2 separate regions of the Ovis aries genome follow, and region 1 is linked to region 2. Evidence: chromatin contacts called from public Hi-C data. All regions are on one chromosome and are shown on one strand. Each heading gives the region's core, a stretch centred on a gene start, on an enhancer-like site or on the middle of the called end of the contact. The rest is flanking DNA. Distances are from core to core; before and after follow the strand shown.

The links. Hi-C and Micro-C count contacts between places; a contact is called where the count stands out from the background.
Region 1: a Hi-C map of blood shows a contact between it and region 2, with 1.8 times the contacts expected there. The contact joins the promoter of TMEM131L here to the enhancer-like site in region 2. A contact is called at or near these places in 3 of 16 Hi-C or Micro-C datasets (all in blood).

The regions. Positions count from the first base shown.
Region 1 is chr17:4,392,349-4,396,298 of ARS-UI_Ramb_v3.0, forward strand. It overlaps TMEM131L (transmembrane 131 like), which reads right to left and starts at 1,851. Exons shown (of 35, transcript XM_042234253.1): 1 at 1,676-1,851; 2 at 932-1,002. The coding sequence starts at 1,799.
Region 2 is chr17:4,335,076-4,338,951 of ARS-UI_Ramb_v3.0, forward strand. The region is part of intron 3 of TMEM131L (transmembrane 131 like); the gene reads right to left. Among named protein-coding and RNA genes, the nearest start is that of TMEM131L, 57 kb to the right of the region's middle. Within about 2 kb of position 2,341, at least 2 of the 54 cell types and tissues checked have an H3K27ac peak or open chromatin away from gene starts, as enhancers often do.

The DNA of each region.
Region 1 (3,950 bases), core at 601-3,100, 57 kb after region 2:
TGCACAGCATCACCAGTCAATTTCCAGCTACACATCCTGTTTTCTAAACAGCCACAAGAGACAACATAGAATTAAGTGCTACCACCAATGGAGGAAGTAATGAACATCCTCGAAACTACCGCACACAAACTGCCTATTCCCTGAGGCTTCAAACCACTCCCCCACCTCCCCAAAACATGGATCTCCCATGCTGGGCATGCATACTGTCGCTGCTTAAAGACAGTCGACAATATTATATTTAAATATGCACATCTGCAGTCAATGAAAATTTCTCAATTTCTCCTACAGTTAAAAAATCTTCAACACAAAGGCTTTGCCTTACTCTTTGGCACTGGTAAACCCTGCATGATGCCAAATGTCCAGCCAATCTTCACCAACGGTTTTTGCAAGTGCCATCATTATATCTCGTGGGGTGGGAGTGGGGGCATTAAATACGAGTTCTTGATACGAGGCTGTATTTTAACACAAATTAAAGGCACCTGGAAAAGATCCAAGATCACCATCCTTTAAAGTCCCATCTTCATCCAAACAAAGCATTTCTGCAATAAACCCTGCATCTTCCGGTGGTCCTCAGGCACACAGCAGGCTCACCGAGAGATCAGGGCACGGGCCCCTCACCCACCCTGGACCACCGCCGGCCGAGGGGCCCGCCCTGTCCCTGGGCACCGGCGCCGCGGGCCGCGGCCCTGCTGAGGTGGCCTCGGCTCCCACCTCCTGAACTTGGGGCCGGCGTGACTCACGCCCTGTCACATGGCGCGGGAGGAGGCCGCGCAGGCCACCGTGGCCAGGTGTTCAGGCTCGGCCCGACCCTTTATTTGTCTTGCAAAGTGGCTCGAGCGCCCGCGCCGCGGGGGGGCCGCGGCCTCGGAGCCTCTCCCCCTCCCCCCGCCCCGCTCGCCCGCAGCCGCCCCGTCACCTCGGCCGTCCTCACCTGAGTGGGCAGCAGGAGGTCCCCTTCCTCCGCCTGCCACAGCTCCACCACGTTCGGCATGGGCTCGATCGCTGCACCAACACCAAAAAACACACCGCGGTTTTAATGCACGGAAAAGAAACGCTTCCTGTTTCCCGATCGTCTCCTCCGTGCACCCGCCTCACCAAAACAAGCCTCCCTTCCCTTCCAGAAGCGGAGGCCACCCGAGGAGCCAGCCGCGGATCAGAACACAATGCACCCGGTGGGAGCCGGCAGCCCCTCGGACTGTGAGAAGACGGCGTGCGGGCTCGCGGGCTCTCGCGCTGGGGGGAAGGCAGGCCACCCCGCGGGACTCCAGCTCCGCATCCCGTAGCAGCTGCGGCGGGCGAGTGCGGGACGCGGCCCTGGCGGCCGGGCTCCGGGAACAAAGCTGCAGGAAACCGGGCCGCGGCGGGGCCCCAGCGCGCGCCACACAAAGCGGGGGCTGCGCCCGGGGCGCCCGGGGCGCCCGGGGCCCGCGCACAAAGGCGCCGGGGCGCGCGCGGCTAGCGGTCCCCGAGCCCCGCGACTGCCCAGCTTTCGGATGGCCGGGGGCGCGGGAGCGGACGCCGCGGGGAGCGGAGGGCACCAGCCCGGAATTGCAGCCGCTCTCCTTCCCCCTTTCCCGTTCCTCCCCTCGCCCTCTTACAGATCTCAGCGGTTCCCCCAAAAGAAAGAGGGGGGGCGGGGTGGAGAGGGGAGCCCGCGGAGCGGCGCCAGGCTGACCTTGTCCCTGAGCCCCTCCCGGGCGGCCGCAGGGCAGGAGAACGTGGAAGACGCCCAGCAGGAGGTTCACGGCCGCGGCGGTGCGGCGGTAGCAGCCGGGCTGCGGGCGTCGGGGCCCCGCCATGCTGCTGCTCGCGCTCCTCTCGGCTGCTCGCCGCGCTCGCCGCCCGCTCGCTGGCGCCCCGGCCGCCTCGCCCGGGCCCGCCCCCGCGCCGCCCGCCCGCCCCGCCCCGCGCCGCCGCGCCGCCCCCGCCCCGCCGCCGCCGCAGCTGCTGCCGGCCCGCCTCGGGCGCGCCGCTGGCTCCGCGCGTGTGCGCCACTGATAGGGAGGGACGGAACGCCGAGGGGCGCGGGGAACGTGGACAATGCGAACGCCGCGGCCGCCGCCCCGCCCCGCGCGGGGAGCACGGCCGTGGGCCCGGCCCGAGGCCCCTCGGCGGCCGCCTCCCCGAGGCGGGGGCTCCGGGCATTTTCCGCGACCGTGACAGGGGCTCTGAGGGCCGGCGGGAGGGCTGCCGGGCCACTGTCGCCAGGAACTTTGGGTTGGTTTCCGCTTGGTTTGGGCACGCGGGCCACGATCGCGTTATGACCCACAGGGACGCCGGGTGGTGGTGGGTGGTGGGATGAGGAGTCGCCCAGCGGGAGGCCCTGGACAGGATATTAGTGGAAATAAGGCACTGGTTGTCCGGAAAGGCGAGTGCAGCCACATGGCTACTGCCAGTCTGCAGCGAGGGTATCCGGTGGCTGCGAAGTCTGTAATTTAGCATAAAAAGAGCTCCCCCCAAGACCCGAGAGGCTGACCTCAGCGCCGCGTGGCGGTGGCGCGCCCGGCACCCTCGGTGGAGACCGTCCAGTTGTGACAGGTGGGGAAGCCTCTTCGGAGAGGATTTACAGTTTCAAAGACCCTGCACACACTCCTCTTCGGATTACTATTGCAAATTTTAGCCAGCCTCTTCTGAAATCTGGCTGCGGTCTGGGACGTGGTCAGTTGCCTGTCTCTAACATTCCCGCGGAAATATAAGTGATACTCGGAAATGTGTTTTCTGGCTCCATTTTTTGATGCCTAGAACCAAAAAGTACACATAAGATCGGAGATCTCTTTTAAGTTAATGCCGTGCCAACGGGATCACCAGCAAGGGTTTATTCAGCCATTTACACAAGCTGGAAGTATTGGCAGTCTTAAGATATTTTTAGTAAATTTGCTGCTTCCAGAGTAGCTTGTATGAAATTCAAAAAATAAGAGCAATATAAAGAGGGGAAGTGACCGGGGCACACCTGTCTGCTTACATTGATCCTCTGTTTAATTGCTTCTGGTGCCTTAGAGTCTAGACAATGGGAAAGCAGTGGTCAAATAGCAGGACAGATGCGGAGGGAACTAAATCAATTATGGATCCTCTCTTTCCCAAGGACATAATACAGTACTGTGAACCCAGCCTCACACTGTCTGCGCATAACTCTAAACAAGGTTAAATAACCTAATTGCTTGGCCAGAACTTAACATTGAAGATTAGCATAAATATAAAACCTCCATGTTAAAAATAAAAAGCATGTTGCATTATCTACTCTTTGGTATCCTCCCATCCCTTGCCTTTTTCCCACTTGCCTGCCAGCATCTGCCTTTCTTAGCAATAATCTCCAGTCCCAAACCAGCATGTCCCTTTTTTCTCTTCATTTCACTTCTCTAGGTTTGCTTTTGCCCCTTTGACTCTGAAGATCTATCTTTTACTGTGTTAAGGAGGCCTCTTAAGACAAGAATACTTGCCTAGACCACTTAGGTAGTAACTGCAGCTTCGAAGTATGTTTTTACATGAAAGTTCCCTCACTGACCTGTTTATTTACAATATGTATTTTTTCTGACTTTTTTTGAAGTAAATCATTTTTAAAGCCTTTTTTGAATTTGTTACAGTATTGCTTCTGCTTTATATTCTTTGGGTTTTGGCCAAGAAGCATGTGGGATCTACCTGACCAGGGATCAAACTTCCACCCTCTACAATGGAAAATGATATCTTAACCACTGGACTGCCAGGCAAGTCCCTACAATGTGTATTTATATGTCTTCTGACCATACTACTTAGAAAAGCAAGCAACCATTGGCAACCTAACAGGTTTTATTAAATAGTTTAATAAACAGTCACAGGCAAAAACTTCTTTTTAATAACTTTTAAACTGTTTTACTTTTTGCTGAAACTTTTTCACACCAGTCAATACCATAGAATCAATGAAAATGGCTTAACAGATAGAAGAAAATGGCTATAGACAGTACATAAATACAGCT
Region 2 (3,876 bases), core at 1,091-3,590:
CTGGTTTACGCTGTGTCTGGGCTATGCCATTCTTTCAAAAGTTGTGCCCTGCCCCTTCTCTCCCGTTACAAAGGGTGGAGGAACAGAAGTGGGCGTGCTGTTAGCCAGGAAACCTGGGACCAACCACCTGGGCAGGCTCTCCTATCACTGAAAAAACATCTGTTAAAGGCACTCAGAGAGGGGCCGAGGGTACAAAAATTTTAAAGTAACAGAAGGATCTTGCTGTGAAAGACCTTCATTGAGTGGGTGGAGACAAGCCAGATACTGATACTCGGGCAGGTGGAAGGCAGAATGTTTCAGCAGGAGTCAGGGGCTGGGGGAGGCCACCCCCAAGCCCCAGGGAGGAGCAGCGCACCCACCTCGATTCCATCATGCCGGGCCCCTTCCTCGCCCTGGGGTCCCGCACAAGGCCTCCCTCCCAGCCCGCCCCCGCCTCCGAGGCCTCCTAAGACTCACACACAGTGAAAGCCAGCGCATCTCTTTACTACAAACTCAGGAACTTCGAAAGTTGAAATTAAAGGGCACAAAACAGGAACTCAAAAGCCACAAGCTGAAGCTTCAAAGGTGAGAATGTCCCGTTTCAGACAAGGCGGTTGAGGGTTCCCACTCCTCGGCTCCACGCTCTCCCCGCCGCCGACACACGCTCGATTCCCCCATCCTCACGACTGGAGAGCCCCCCTGTCCCCTCGCGGCCCCCCATCGGACAGGGAGCAGGGCCCAGGGACGTGCATGAGGTGATCAGTGCCCTGCTCTAAGACACAGCCTCAGTGGAAGCACACACACCGAGTCAGGCTAGGTAGGACAGTTACGGTGTTGTTGAAAAACCAAAAGAAACCTGCGTTTCTTCTGTAATAAAAGTAAGAAAGAACAAAAGGAGACCAAGAGCAAAACAAAGCACACAGGCTTCAGCGCGAGTGACCCTGAGGAGCGAAGCCAGGCCCGAAAGGATAAACACCGCCCACTCCACGAAACTCGTGGCAGTTGGCGTGGCCACACTCATCGCGATGCACAGCACAGGGGTGGTGTCAGGGCTGGGGTCGGGGAATGGGGAGCTAGTGTGTAGAAAGCAGAGCTGCAGGTCTGCAAGAAGCAGAGAGTCCCGTGGATGGGTGGTGGCGGCTGCTCCACAGTGGGAACGGACTTAATGCCACTGAATGATCACAATGGCAAACTCTGTATTACACATTAAATATACTGGGTCACTACTAAGTAAGTTTTGAAAAGGAACAAGCTTCAGGAATTTATTGTCCACCTGAATTTAATGTATTTTTCGAGTCATGCACAATGCTTCTAGCAGTTATCAAGGAGAGTACCTAATTCCTAACCAGAATGTCAAGGGTGGACGTGTGCACTGAGCAAGACCTGCCTGAAAGGCCAGGACCCAGACTCTTCCCTGAAGCAGCAGCCAGCCCCTTCCCCGCAAGGGGCACCGGCACCATCACCCTCAACACGGCCGCCGCCACCATCTGCTGAATCCCCAGTACACAGGAGCCTGATCCACGTTCTCTCCACACCCAAAATCAGCGAGAAGAGCGGGCACGGCCCCCAGACTACGCAAACAGAAACGAGGCCTGAGACGACACAGCCAAGAGAGCCTGCAGCCTGCGTACTGCCCACCTGGGCCCAGCTGCTTCCCAGCGTGGACCCCCATCACCCTGTCACCCCCGAGTCACATACCCAGAACTGGCTTCCCAGGGTGGACTGCAAGGATCTCCACCCCCTCCTCCCACTGAAACCGCTCTACACCTGCAGGAAGCCGTGGACGTGCTGGATCCAGAGACTTCAAGAGAAAAAGCAGAAGCCACAACCACACCCAGAAGGTTCCGCAGGGCTTCCCATTAACTAACTCCAGAGCAAAGGGAAGGGAGAAGTCTGCGCGGGGTTGAGCCCTTCTCCGGCTCCCACCAGTGCTCCTTCCACCTGCCCTCAGCTCCCATCAGAGAACACTCAACTCCAGGAGCCTGAGGCCTCCAAGGTCTCCTGCTGTAAATGTGAGAACTAATTAAAGGCTAGTTGTCTATTTTTAAAATGGGTGAAAACTAACATTCCACCTTTAGGGTTCATTTTACGATTAGGAAAAAAAAAAAAAACCTCCCTCCCAAAGCTTAAGTAAAATCAGCACCTAGAAAGACGGACCACGGATGATACCCAAGAGACCACCGCCCCCCCGCCCCGAGTCAGCCCAGAGAGGAGGAAGCTGATCCGGCTGTCCAGCAAAGGGGGCGCCCCTTCCTGGCCTGACAAGAGCCCCTGGGCCGGCGCTGCTGCCTGCCTCATCCATGGGACCTACACGCACCGGGCTTTACCCCACCGGTTCTGTTTTTATATGAACAGTGTAAACTCCCCGTGGTCAAGGGCTGTCAAACTTCCCTATTCACCCACAGCATCGACTCTTGTTTCCTACACAGAAGAGACACTTGGCAGTGCCGGTTCTTCAAAAGGCCCTGTATGAAAGGACAGTGTGATAGGAACCAACGGGCTGCCTTCCTGGAGACTCAGGGAGTATCTGTCTCTAAGCCTGATGAGCCGCTCGGCTCTGATGGGGACCAACAAGGATGCACCCCCACCAGCAAAGAGGGCCCTTCTCCCTGCATCCCTGCTGCTAAACTGGCCAGACCATACACGCATGCATTCAGGTATCGGATTTTTTTTGAGATTCAGCTCAGTCGTGTCCGACTCTTTGCAACCCACGGACTGCAGCACGCCAGGCCTCCCTGTCCATCACCAGCTCCCGGAGCTGGCTCAAACTCAAGTCCATCGAGTCAGTGATGCCATCCAACCATCTCATCTTCTGTCGTCCCCTTCTCCTCCAAGCTTTAATCTTTCTCAACATCAGGGTCTTTTCCAGTGAGGGAGTTCTTCACATCAGGTGGCCAAAGTATTGGAGTTTCAACTTCAACATCAGTCCTTCCAAAGAATGTTCAGGACTGATTTCCTTTAGGACTGACTGGTTTGATTTTTTTTTTTTGAGATTATTTATTTTTGGCTGCGCTGAGTCTTTCTCCAGTTGTGGTCACGGGCCTCTCCCGTTGTGGAGCACGGGCTCTAGGGCTGGAGGGCTCAGAAGGTGTGGTACATGGGCTCCGTGGCTCCTTGGCTTGTGGCATCCCCCTGGAGCAGCGATGGAACCAGCAGGTGAACACTCAAACACTGGACCGCCAGGAAGTCCACATATCTGCTTTAAAATTACATTTGCCTGTCGTTTCCCTCCTATGCACACCCAAGAATTAAAGTTTCAAATTTCTCATTTTCCACACTGTAAATGTGTTCACTAGTAGGTAGAGATGGCCAATTTAAAGTGTCTACTCCTGCCTGTATCCCAGCTTTTCTCCTTCTATGGTGTTAACGTCACCTGAAGTTTAAGTAAAACTTCAAATTTCTGTGGCATGAGTAAGTGATTGGATTTGGGCACAAAGTCTTCAGCTTCAAAAATCTGTATACGGGGCTACCAACAGTAATCTTCTATCGCAGCTTCTGTCACTCAGCAGCTTTCACTGAGAGCTCAGCCCCAAGCAAGCAAATCAGACAATATTTATACAAGACATCCAAACAAGTGTTGATGGAATCCCAGAGAACTTTCTCTACCAAATCTCTAAGCAAAGAGCAGCAGCACTATACACCTCTCCCCCATCTCTCCAGCTGGCCAGCACACCCAGGAGGCCCCCTGCAGCTGCTGGCTCACACCACCCATGTAACAGGCTCCTCACACACACAGCCAGGCCGCCCCACCCGCCCCCGCCACAGGAGGGCTAGGAGACAAGCTCTGCATGTGAAGACTACGCGCTGATCACAGGGCACGTACGTGGTTGGTGATCAAGAGTTGAAAACATAGGAAATAAACCACTGGCTCAAGTCTCTCAAAGTCCGTAAGGCCCT